Linked DNA regions of Danio rerio: region 1 is linked to region 2. The links are chromatin contacts, called in public HiChIP or PLAC-seq maps. All regions are on one chromosome and are shown on one strand. The core of a region is the stretch at or near the end of the contact, and the rest is flanking DNA. Distances in the headings are between cores, read along the strand shown.

What was found. HiChIP or PLAC-seq counts read pairs in DNA pulled down with a chosen protein or histone mark.
Region 1: an H3K4me3 HiChIP or PLAC-seq map of embryo shows a contact between it and region 2, with 3 times the contacts expected there. The contact joins the promoter of barhl2 here to the promoter of znf644b in region 2. A contact is called at or near these places in 1 of 18 Hi-C or Micro-C datasets (caudal fin) and 2 of 4 datasets of contacts at active chromatin or transcription factors (caudal fin and embryo).

The regions. Positions count from the first base shown.
Region 1 is chr6:27,279,906-27,287,077 of GRCz12tu, forward strand. It overlaps barhl2 (BarH-like homeobox 2), which reads left to right and starts at 3,188. Exons shown (of 3, transcript NM_205740.1): 1 at 3,188-4,139; 2 at 5,425-5,650; 3 at 6,485-7,017. The coding sequence starts at 3,584. The coding sequence ends at 6,797. The region is part of intron 3 of LOC137490211 (a long non-coding RNA gene); the gene reads left to right.
Region 2 is chr6:27,122,808-27,129,383 of GRCz12tu, forward strand. It overlaps znf644b (zinc finger protein 644b), which reads left to right and starts at 3,807. Exons shown (of 7, transcript XM_073954091.1): 1 at 3,807-4,035.

The DNA of each region.
Region 1 (7,172 bases), core at 1,938-4,437, 160 kb after region 2:
TATCAAGTCTGGAAAAAGGCACTATAGTGTCATTTTTGCTCACCCGTAACAAATGTATTAAACAACACAGACAATTGAGAATGGTTTCGATATTGCTCATTTAAATATTTAAAACACTTTTTAAAAGTTTATTTGCAGTGTATGTGCCTGGTTAGTTTTTGTCTGATAATTAGATTGCGAACCCGTTTATCTTCTCTGGCGTTTGATAAACTTAAACGCATAAGGCAGAACTCGTTATATAAAAAAATAGCATAAAAAATCATCGGTAATTAATTATTATTCAATTAGCAAAACAGTTTAACTTGTTTCTGTCATGCTAGACTACTATATATTCTGGATTTGTTTTTGCTAAATTTTATGAATATTCTGTTGGGTATGTTTCATTAATGATTATAAAATTAACGCAAAAAAAAAAAAAAACTATTGAGAGTAAATTTACCGTTATTTGACTTTATGTTGCAGAAGTGAAACGACCTGTGTGCCTGCAAACAATGAGAGGCCTTCAGCGGTCGAGAGGTGACAGTTTCAACAGAAAGCCGCAAGGGGAATCAATACAGTGCAAACTACAATTTCACTGTCCGATCATCGACCATCAGCCCTGGCCGATCGGATGATACCCTGGCTGGTTGTATTCAATTTGTTCCAGCAGCGTCCTTAAACCTAATAAAGCAATTGATTGAGGCTCAATGAGCTGCTGCAATTAGTGAACTGTTAATGAACATGCTGCTGGAGTCTCATGAGATTGACTGGCGTGTTCTACCATTGCTTTGATTTTCTTCAACGGAAAGACATACATTGCCAATAGATCGTTTTCACATATCTTCAGGCAAAACAAATTTTCAGTCCCCTAACTCAATTAGTTAGTACATTTGAATATATGCTTAAAAGGACAACCATATCTGTAGACTAGGACAGATATTATTTGACCAAATAATTATTTGTATAGGGAAATATAGCCTATATTCTAATATATTTTAAAATAAATAAAACTTTTTTTTTTAAATCTACATAATACCTTTAGTCGTGACAGTCAAATAGTTGCCCAAAGTCACTACTAGAAACTATATTAATTGCATCATTTAATCATCGTAAATATCCAAGTCATCTATTTAGACATTTATACGAATTTGGATGTTGGTAAAACTTGATGTCTGTGTTTGCATTGTGGTTTTGCCCTGCATTAACCAGCAATCTTCAAGTGATTATTAACATGAACTTTGAGATAGCTTTGTCGCCGCCTAGTGTTAAGCATATTACAGAACATGTCAGAAAGTGTGTGTTACAGAAGAATTTAACAATTAGCCAGGACTTTTCCTTATTTCGGTTCAGGACAATATCCCAACATTTTAAAAATTGGACCATGACTAGAGAAGCAAAATACTTATATATTACAAACTGGTATACCTGTATACATCCTTTTAGAAAATCAGATTTCAGAACCCTTTATTTTAATATTATGGGTAAAATATCATGTCGCAACAAAATATGTGACAGAGAAAAAGCTATTGTAAACAAAATAAACTTATAAATAAAACGTTTGTTTGAAAAAAATACAAAATACAATAAATTCGTGTAGATAATTTCTTATTATAAATTTTTAAACAGTGTTAACATTTCTAGTGTTTGGTAAAGCTTTACTCTGTCAAAACAAATCGTTTAACGAATAGATGGTAAATATAGGCTAGATTAAAAAGCGAACATACAACCAACACATTTTTGATAGTAGATTATTAAGCAAGGTTAACAAAACATGTTAACGAAATACTTTGCAACAAAAAAGCCAGTTTAATACATGGTACTAGTAAATTGTAATAGTTACAATTTATCATTATTACAAAAAATATACATAGCCTGGTTTTGAACAGTTAAAATTTTTTGGGGAAAAAATAAATAATTAAAGCGGTGCGTATAACAAACCTAAACGATTCCTCCCACGTCGCCCTGCTATAAAAATAGTGGAAATAATCTCGGTTCGGTCCGTTACAGGACGCAAATGCAAACAGGTTTTGGGAGCACAGTAGAGTGATCCACAGAAAACGACAGAGAACGCAGCAGCCTGATATGAACAGCTCTATTATTAAAATACTAATTCCATATTAACTGTTGTAAACCGTAATTTAAACATACAAATTAAGTATTGCAAAATAAAGTGTTAAGCCTTTAGTTTGTTTATCAAATTAATATATTTATAATGTTTAACAAGATGCGATAGTTAATTTTGTCTCCCCAGATTGAAATAATTCAATTTAGCGCACTTTGTCTTCTATTATGTAAACACATTAACCGAAAATAAACTGATTTCTAAAGCTATTATAAGCCCAGGGTTTATTTAGAAGAAAATAGTCATCATATGAGTCGGGCATATGCCATGTACAATATTCGCCATCATTTCATTCCCTTGAGCTATTTAGAATCAGTGCTTTCACTCAAAGGCCCTGACACACACAATGACAATCAGCTCCAAACGGGCTTATTTCTCTAACACTTTTCACTGTGTCTGTGCTCTTAAAAGAATAATGACACAATTTTGTTTTGCCAACAGGGATTACGGTGCTGTTTTATTTTGGGAAAACATGATAAAATTACCATTTAAAGAGCTTAAAGTACAGTGAATGGATACTAAGAAAGTCAATAATTTAATAATACAATTCAATGCATTGTTCAATCAGTATTTTTTTTTTATTTAATTTTGTTTTATTTTTTCGTATGTAAGACTACGTTTTGCAATTGTGATTAACAATGGCCGCATCAATGTTTCAGCGTAATCGATTAGATATAGCACCGCGTAATTTTTGGTGAGCTAAAGCCTACGGTTATTTTGTGGAACAGCAATATATTTCATGTTGTTATAACAGTTTAGTAATAAGTTTTAGCAACAAGAAATATGCATAACATGCAAACATTGATGCAAAGTGTTACCGTAAACGCATTTATGTCTAATGAAGATGCCGTCTGAGACATTATAGCGAAGGGAAGGTTTCAAAAGAGCATTGAGGAATCAATGAGTGCCTCTAAAGTGTAATGATGAAGTAAAATACGCTGATTGGACAGACGCGTGACCATGTATCCAATGAGAGGAGAGACAGAGAACACGAGGAGTGTGTTATAATAAAGGAGAAAATATGACGTCAATGTAGGAAGTCATTGTAGAGCAACACTACAACGATTAGTGGCAAAAGGGAGCGTGATGTCGAGGAGTTAGAGCATCCCAATCTCTCCACACCTCAACTTTGAAAGAAAGTTCAATAACCATAACAAAAGGACGTGGACTACACAGATCCACTTGCTTTCCACATTTCACCTTGAATGTAACCAAAGCTCGGAGCGCAGGCTATATTTCTCTTTTTTTCTTTGCTTAAGTGCAAGGATTTTGTTTTTGTTTTGTTTTTTGTTTGCGCGTACGAAATGTTTATTTTGCACTTTTTCGGGGCTTTTTTGCTGCGCTAATTGTTTAGTTCTGGTATTTTTGTTTGTTCCGTTTAAGTTTTTTTTTTTTTTTTGGTTGTTGCCGTTGTCTTTTCTTTTTTATTGTACAGGAAAGTTGTTATGAAGACGACTTGAGTGCTCATCCTTTTCTTATACTATGGAAGGATCCAGTGGGGCTAGTTTCGGAATAGACACTATTTTGTCCACAACCAATTCTGGCACCTCAGTACTGATGAACGGAGATTTTCGTCTCGGTGACAGTAGCAGAACAGCGGATTTCAGGAGCCAGGCGACCCCATCACCATGTTCGGAGATAGACACTGTGGGAACAGCCCCCTCATCCCCGATTTCGGTCACGATGGAGCATCCCGAACCGCATCTTGTCCAAGACAGCCTTCAGCATCACCATCACCATCATCATCACAGTCAGGCTCAGAGTTTGCAGCTTTCACCTCAGCCTCATCTGCTCGGTCAGGCTGGTTGTGCCCCCAGGACTGCCACCTCCTCCTTTCTAATCAAAGACATTTTGGGCGACAGTAAACCGCTTGCAGCGTGCGCTCCTTACAGCACCAGTGTACCATCTCCACACCACAGCCCCAAAACAGAGAGCGGAACCGCCCCGGACGGCATCAGGCCCAAACTAGAACAAGATGAAAACAGAAGCAAACTGGACAAAAGAGATGATATCCAGAGTGATTTGAAATGTTTGAACGGTAAGATTACGTTTTACAAGCCAAAAATTTTAATAATTAGGGTAATAGGAAAATAGAGGACACAATATTTTTATTAATTAAACTTGTCTGAATACATGTTAACACAACTGACTCAATTATCTACGTGTAGGTTTTTTTTAAAAACCATCAAAAGTTACATGAGATGCATGTACAAATAGTATTATTACGTTATAATTACTTGTGTGCAAAGTAATATGAAAATTGCATCGTATAGCAAAGCAAAAATATTATTATTGCTATAATATTAAAAATAATAATAATGGTATTATTATTATTATTATTATTATTATTATTATTATTATTATTATTATTATTATTATTATTATTTTAACAACAAAACAACTTACTCAAAATTAATTATTGCAAATCTAAATATATATATATATATATATATATATATATATATATATATATATATATATATATATATATATATATATATATATATATTTTAAATCTCACAATTCTTCACATTTGATTGTTCATGCCCACATTAAACAGAACAACCAAATTAGCACGCATTTTACATAAAAAGTAAACAAATCTTAACTCGGCTGTAACAATAAACCGAATGAACTAAACAAGGTGACATGCATTCGGTGGTACACAACACCGTTAACATTTTCAGATTTTTAAATATTATTAAAAATATATCGTACTACATTAAATACAAATTAAAGTCTTTGTTTATTTTTGTCTGTATTTTCATTACGAACCAGTATTACAATATAATAACAATGTTGGTAGCCTGTCACCGAGGTTATTCTCAGATATTAGCATAACAGATGTAAAGGCTGGTGAATTTTGCCCGGTGTGGGATCCTCCCTAGTGAGTCAATTAGAGAGATTATTGTTCTTCCTTGAGGGGGGATCACGGAGCCCTGCAAAAACTGCTACAAATAGAGATAGATTGACATATCGATCCTGCTCGTTTTGAGGTAATATTTTTGCCTACATGCAAGCGACCTAATTTATTTAGTAGCCAAATATTTTTGCATAGCATGTATTTGACATAAAGATAAATTTAACCTAAGCATAAACAGTTTTAGATTTGCGTGTACATCCAAGGCCTGAGAACCACAGGTTCAAAATAAACCTTCTAAATAATAATTACTAAATGTTTAAACTGTTCTCATGTTGAATTATCTACATAAACTGTATTCAATTAATATAGGCCTACACATCAACACGTTTTACATACAAAAGTACAAAATAAAAAAATAATAAAAACATTTTCACTAACTTCCATGCATTAACTTGTTTAGGAACAAAAGAAGAGGGCGATCGGGAAATTTCTAGTTCCAGAGACAGTCCACCAGTCCGTTCTAAAAAACCTCGCAAAGCGCGGACGGCCTTCTCCGACCATCAACTTAACCAGCTGGAGCGCAGTTTTGAGAGACAGAAATACCTCAGTGTACAGGACCGAATGGACCTGGCAGCAGCCCTAAACCTCACAGACACACAAGTAAAGACTTGGTATCAAAACCGACGGTAAGTGTCATATTAATATTTATGAATATTATTTTTGTTATGGCTCACATAATAATAATAATACTAATAATAACAATAGTAAAATTGCATTTTTTATTTTATTGTTTTGTATCTGCATTTAAATCTGTTTTACAGTTGCCAAAAGTTGAGATTTAAATTTTCGGATTTTATTTAGGCTATTTATCAAAATGTATTATTATGTTATTACTGGTATATATATATTATATTGGTTACGCATTAATTTTATTAAACAGCATTTTTTTAAATAAACGATGCAACCTAATATGAATCAAATAGCTTTCACAGGCTGTCGGAATTTATATTTTATATATATTCACATTAAAGGATTAAAATTTAAATTGTTTAAATTATCATGATCAGTAATAGGCTCAAAATTATCTTCCTTTCCTTCCCAAATGCTTTTTCTTTTTTAGTATTGATTAGATTTTTAAGTTATTACATTTATATAAGTAGCATTATATTCATTATTACATTTATTATTACATGTATTATTCTCTCAGCTATTTAGTAAATTTATCGTATGGTAACTGTACTAGAAATCATACCTTGGTTAAATATAAAAGCAGGTTATATCAACGTGAATAAATAAAATAAATACAAACTAAAATAATAATTTGTGACCAAAAAACTAGTAGCATGTTTCTCGTTTTCTTTTCTTTTCATTTTACCTTTCAAGCTATTTAGGCCCGTTGCTTAAAATTAAGCTTACCCAATTAGGTTTGTGCCAGAATCAAACATATTGAAAAATCTGGCCCATAAGGTGCCATGTGGATAGTTTAATAATTGATTTCGTGTATTTTGATCTCATTACAGGACGAAATGGAAGAGGCAGACGGCTGTCGGATTAGAACTGCTGGCTGAAGCTGGAAATTATTCGGCCTTACAGAGAATGTTTCCTTCCCCGTATTTCTATCATCCGAGTTTATTAGGAACCGTGGACAGCACGACAGCGGCCGCAGCCGCCGCTGCCATGTACAGCAGCATGTACCGGACTCCGTCCACACCGCATCCGTCTCTCCAGAGACCGCTCGTCCCCAGAGTGCTTATTCACGGCCTGGGGCCCGGGGGACAACCGGCACTAAACCCCATACCAAACCCAATTCCGGGCACACCGCATGCTCGGTAAAACAAGAAGACACTGAGAGACAAATGTATCACAAGTGATGTGACAGACTGAACTTTCACAGAAGCTTTTTTTCCTAAAAAAAAAAAAAACAAAACACCGAGAGACGATTTTTATCGAAGACAAAGATGTATTATTTAATATGGACCATTTCTGACTTATAGGCCAAACTGAACCAGTCGAGCCTGTGACCGTGACAGTAAAAGGACTGTTCATTGTCAAATTGTTTGTTTTGTCTTTTTTGGTACAAATACACTTATACTAGTACATACGCTTATAAAGTTTAATAGATTTAAAGAAAAGGTGAAATAAAGACCAAATGATTTTAAAAATGTAATGTCGGACGCTTTCTCTTGAAACCAGCCGTGTATGTTTAGG
Region 2 (6,576 bases), core at 2,557-5,056:
AACCCATCTGCTTCAAAAGGACTAGACTCCTATTGGATGCTGGTTTTGTACCAAATCATAATTAGAAGCACCTGTTGACATCACCTGTTTCAAATTACATAATTATTTAACCAATTTACCTGATTACTAGCCTTAAATTGCTCCTGAACCTTTTTTGGAAAGTGTTGCTATACTCTGAATGACAGTAAGTGATGTATATTTACATATGAAATGAAGTTGACCAGACAAAACATTAAATATTTTGTGTTTATATTGTCTGCTTTTTTATTTGCATTTTCCATACTGTCCCAACCTTTTATTTGGGGTTACTCACAAAAAAAATTCATTTATGCTTCAAAACCTAATTATCGTGTCAAAAATTTGGCCAAGGCCACCAAAACATAATGTATGTTTGTCATCGTGTGAGCCACACTGGTCAAAATGTTTAGTTGTATTTCACCATGACACTCAAGTCAACCATGGAAATTAAGGTTTAAAAAACTATATTTGTTTAGAGTAGTCAACAGTACATAGAATAATACTAAACAAAAACATTTGTATACTGTACATTATATTTGTATGAGCGTAATTACAGTATTGTACATATTCCTTATGTTACCACAAATACACAAAAATCAGTCAGTCAGGCTAGAGATTACATCTTTTTCAATTGCTCTTCCATTATCATGTTGCTGCAGTTTAGGATTGTGGATGTTTTCCATTCTCAAAAAACAAACAAACGCAAAAAAGGTTTTGCACAACTGGAAACATTTTGATCCACTTTAAATGTTGACTACTGTATATCTTCCCAGACTAGATAGGTTAAATCATTCATTTAAATTGTATTACAATTAGAACAGTTTTAGCAACATTACAAACAATGTCAAAATCAGATATTTATGGTGTAAAGATGTGTGTAAATACATGTTTGATAACAGAATGAATGTTTTTGAGGGTGATGGCTTACATAATAAAAAATGATTGAAAAGTTGTGAGTTTGACAGTTTAAATAAGACTCGACTAATCAGTTTTGATCAACTAGCAATATTCAATTAGTTTTTATCCAAACTACTGACAATTGTGCTTACAGATGCACAAATGTCAGTGACTTTGTAATTTGCTCAAATTAGCAAGTAATTCCATTCTGATGTGAAGAAGAAATATTGTTCAGAGATCTTAACTTATTGTTTTAAAAAACAAAATAATAATAAATAATTCAAAAACTGGGTCAAAGCAATTACGAAAAATTGTAACAGTTTATTAGCACTTATAAAATATGGTCTCAATTTAAATCCATAATCCTTAAAACTCAACTACTACTTTATTAACTATTAATAAGCAGCTAAAAAGTAGTGTAGTAGGCTAAACGTCTTAGTTAATGGTTTATTAGTAGCATGAAATGTACATTAAACTAGTTGTGAACAAATAAATAAATACAGGTTTTATGCTAACTTTATACATTTGATAATTACTGGTTGAAAGCTATAAACCCTCAAATTGTTTCAAAACTTCATTACTTTCTGTTTTCTGCTTAAAATAAAAGAAAATATGTTGAAGACAGCTAGTAATCAAAATATTTCCAGTCCCATCAAAATGTGTTTATGTTATTATACACACACACACACACACACACACACATATATATATATATATATATATATATATATATATATATATATGTGTATATATATATGTGTATATAAATATATATATATACATATATTCAATTCAATTCAGCTTTATTTGTATAGCGCTTTTACAATGTAGATTGTGTCAAAGCAGCTTCACATAAATGGTCATAGTAACTGGAACAGTGTAGTTCAGTTTTAGTGTTTAAGTTCAGTTCAGGTTAGCTCAGTTCAGTGTGATTTAATCATTACTGAGAGTTCAAACACTGAAGAGCAAATTCATCGATGCGTAGCTCTACCAATCCTGAACCATGCGAGGCAGTGGCGACAGCAGAGAGGGAAAAAAAACTTCACCTGATGGGAGTGAAGAAAAAAAACCTTGAGAGAACCAGACTCAGTTGGGCACGACCATTTTAATTTCTCCGCTGGCCAAAAGTCTTGTGCAGAGCTTCAGTCGCCGTGGTGGAGGCTGGAAGATGGCCTCAGTGAAGACTCGTCTGTCCCTGGAGCGTCGCTGGAATCAGACTCATGTTCTCCACTCCCCACGACCATCAGCGCAGCAGCAGCTCAGGATATGGCCTGGACCCGGATATGGAATCCTTGGGATCATCTCGTCGCTGGTCTTGGATCCAATCAGTGACCCCGCATAATCTGAGGAACTCGGGATGAGTATCCCCAGGTGAAAATAGAGAATAAAGAGAATAATTAGCGTAGCTGCTGTTCATAGTGTATATAAACAAGATGCAGAAGCCTGTGTGGAACCCGCTAGGTGATGCATTGAGTGTATGCTTTACTAAACAGATAGGTCTTTAATCTAGTTTTGAACTGGGAGAGTGTGTCTGAGCCTCGAACGTTATCAGGAAGGCTATTCCAGAGTGTAGGAGCCATGAAAGAGAAGGCTCGACCTCCTTTACTTGATTTTGATATTATAGGTACTACCAGAAGCCCTGAATTTTGAGATCTTAAAGAGCGAGTTGGATTGTAGCGAGACAGAAGGTTTGGTTAGATAAACAGGAGCTAGATTATTTAGAGTTTTATAGGTGAGAAGTAATATTTTAAATTCAATACGAAACTTAACAGGCAGCCAGTGTAAGGAGGATAAAATTGGGGTTATATGATCATATTTTCTAGACCTGGTCAGAACTCTGGCTGCTGCATTTATATATATATATATATATATATATATATATATATATATATATATATATATATATATATATATATATATATATATATATATATATGTATATAATCACATTTTAACACATTTCCAAACATAATAGTTTTATTAACTCATTTCTAATAACTGATTTATTGAGTTATTATATACTGATGGTTTGTTCTGTAGACTGTAGAAAAACAAAAAACTTAAAGGAGCTAATAATTTGGACCTTAAAATGGTGTTTAAAAAATTAAAAATGGCTTTTATGCTAGCCGAAATAAAACAAATAAGACTTTCTCCAGAAGAAAAAATATTATCAGACATACTGTGAAAATTTCTTTGCTCTGTTAAACATAATTTGGGAAATACTTAAAAAAGAAAAAAAAAATGTCTTAAAAAATGTCTTCTTTTAAAACCTTTACAGGTGTGAGACTACATAAGAGTGAGAAAATCACTTTATTTAACTTAAATAAGTAAATATACAAACAAACTGACTACACAAACATATAAAGAAACATATAAAAAAATAAAAATAATTAAATAAAAACATTCCTGTAATGGTAACCCATTCTATACAACAGCCACAATTGTTTTTACAGTTTACCAAACCTCATTACCTATTTATCAATCAGTTTAAACAATTGCCAACAAGAAATGCTCACGACAGTCTGTCAAAATGAAAGGAAATTTCTGTCAATAAATATTACTGACCAAACCATCCCTAGGTGTGCAAGTCCACCTTTCCACCATCTTTCCTGTCTTTTTTCAACACAAGCAGCAACTTCACCTAAGAAGAATTCACTCTGTGTCTGTGGAATATTCCATATCGCGAGAGGGGGGCTACAGTACCTACCACAACCACAACTCTCAATAAAGACCAAATGCACAATTCCTCGGTGAAAAACTACACTACCTTAAATTTCCACTTTCACTTTGAAAGGAAGTAAACATTTTGTCGGGTCTTAGTGTGTGGTGTCATTTGTGAAAGCAGAAACCAAACATCCCTCTCGGAGTTTTAGTTCAACCTGCAGAATTTTAGGCAAAATGGCGACATTGTAACGGATGGAGGACGAAAAAAAAAGGACCGTAATCAAGTACCATGACAAACTTGCCCCGTGTTATAGTGTCATTCTCTGGGAAGGTAGGTTTAAAGCTTACGAACGTCTTCCCTTGCCGGATGTGTGTTTAACCGTGTTGAGAGATGAGAGCGCGATGGGTACAGTGAGTCCTTGCACGGGCACGAGAGCTAATGTACACGGGCATCAGGTATGTCAACACACCGTGCAAGTCACGAATCCTGCAAACTAACATTTCACCCTTCCGTTGTCATATACGCTATAACTCTAAACAGTATTGTATTTGGGGGAAAGTTGGACGCTCTTCTGCATCTGAGGAGCGCACTTGCGAGGTTTTTCGTTTTCACCCTGCAACACACTTTATACACACTTTTACAAGATGGGTGTCAGAATCGATGCAAAGCGACGTCAGTCACCGGATGAGACGAGCCGTTTTCCATGTCAGCTGGGAGTTTTGTGTCGCGGCCTCTAGTCGCGGGTTTGACACTTGAAGAGCGCAGACGCGTTTAGACGCTCGTCTTGAAGGCGCTTGGCGCGACCTTGATTGGATGGAATCTGTGCGCAACGCGTTTGCGCATCGTGGCAAACAAACATCCCGACAGCCTATTGCTTTCTGTTGGAAATCTCAGTCGATCGTTTTGAATGGTGTTTAAAAATAGGCCCTTTTAAATGATTTGTGTTAGCCACAGAACTTTTAATGGCTGTAAAACGCACATTTTATGGCGTGAATGAAATCACTGAGTGACATAATAGCATATCTCTCACAGGCTGTCCACTTACACATGATTTTGATAAATCTTACTTTACATCCATTAGTTTTAGCAGATGCACAAACTCTGTTCTGCTGCATGACAACTTTTTGTGGCAAACTAAGATCCTGCTTCAACCTTTTTTTCTGTCCTAGATCTTTGCCAGCCATGTCAAGAATCAGTGTTTTCTTTTGCTCACTAGTCAAAATGTTGACTTGAAAGAATTTGACTTGTCAGCTGTATCTCACAGGCTGTCAACCAACACTCAAAAGTCACTTTTGAGTGTTTATTTTAAAAATGTAAATACATTGGATAATGTCTGTTTTATTGGACTTTAGCACACTTGTAATTTGGCCTTAAGCATGATGCTTCACGTTAAAAGCAGTATTGCTGATGTTCAGAAGAATATCACAGTTGTCAAGAGATATTAACGTTTCTGATTTACTGATTTTTTTCCTCTTTAGATACCTAGTAATTCATTTTACTTTTGACAAAAATAGGCAATAGCAGATGTCAAACGAAAGGCTTGCTGTTTAGATTATTATCTTGGTGTTTCTGTGGTTATTGTAGAAGTATAACTAAACTTCTGATTGTGTTAATACTTAATTTTATTCAATGTTTTGTGTTTTCATAGGCGCTAAGTACCATTTTTTAATGTTTGGATCAGGTCACTAGTTCTTTAAAACTTTGCTTTCCATTCTTATTTATCTAAAGCATAGCTTCACAAAAAGGCTTTTCATAATGCACTTAAGTGGTTAGTTCACCCACAGATGAAAATTATGTTATTAAATACTCACCCTCATAAGATTTTTTTATATATTTTATATTATTAATATTAAGATATTTGGAATTTTCTTTAAGTCTAGAAAAGTAACAAAAAATATCCTCTGTACAGACCATATGCCTTCAGTGGTTTATCAGAGTATTATCAATCTACAAGAATGTTTTTGCACACATAAAACCAAAATAAACTACTTTATTCATTCAACTTTCTTCTTTTTCTCATTGTCAGTATAGGGCACATGCTTTCATGAGTACAGTGGAGTGACATACAGTACCTCTTCGGATGCCCATGCTCCTTTGTTTGAAGCACACATGCATCCAAGGTAATATGTTAGCAGCATAGTCAAGCACAACACATGAATATGCACCCTATACTGACACTGAGAAGATAAAGCTGTTCAATAAATTTCTTATTTTTGTTTTATGTGTGCACAAAAGTATGATAATATTCTAAATGGCAGTCTGCAGGCATATGGTCTGTTTTTAGAATGTGTGTGATGTTGTAGGGGGTGAGTCTGGAATTTGTAAAAGGGCTTAAATAGTTGCCCTTTAAATTCTAAATCTTTTTTTATTAGCCCAGAAAAATATCTATTATCTGTATATTTAATTATGATCATTACATAAATGAAAATATTTGTTTTAAGTTGCTGATAAAATATAATTAACCCAAAAATATAATTATCGCAACATTTAAGAACAATAATGAATATTTCATACTGTATTTTCACAGTAACGTGCACCCTTACTTTTTATAGGCATGATAAGTCTAATAGGGCCCAGTAAATAGGGTCAGAGGTTTTAGTTACTGTGCGAGAGGTGAAGGATTTTACTGGCTCTTTTAAATTAACATATTTAATTAAATTTCATGTTTCATGCTCTCAGAATACTAGTGAGCTGTGTAATACACTGTAAAAAATCTGTTAATTAACAGTTCCCTTATTTTGTGATTCACAAGTGTTTTCCATTTATGTACGGTTGTGAATTGCATTATAATTTCTGCTCTGTCGACATATGATGTTGAAAATTCAATAATTTGTCTAACTGTTTGTCAACAGATTGACAAAGTGACTTATTGATACTTAAGTAGTTTGAAATAATATAATGTATAATAAATAATATATAGAGAAATAAGTCTGTAAAATTATGAAAATGTACCAACAGTTTATTACAAGGTTTTTGTAACGTAATATAGAACACCA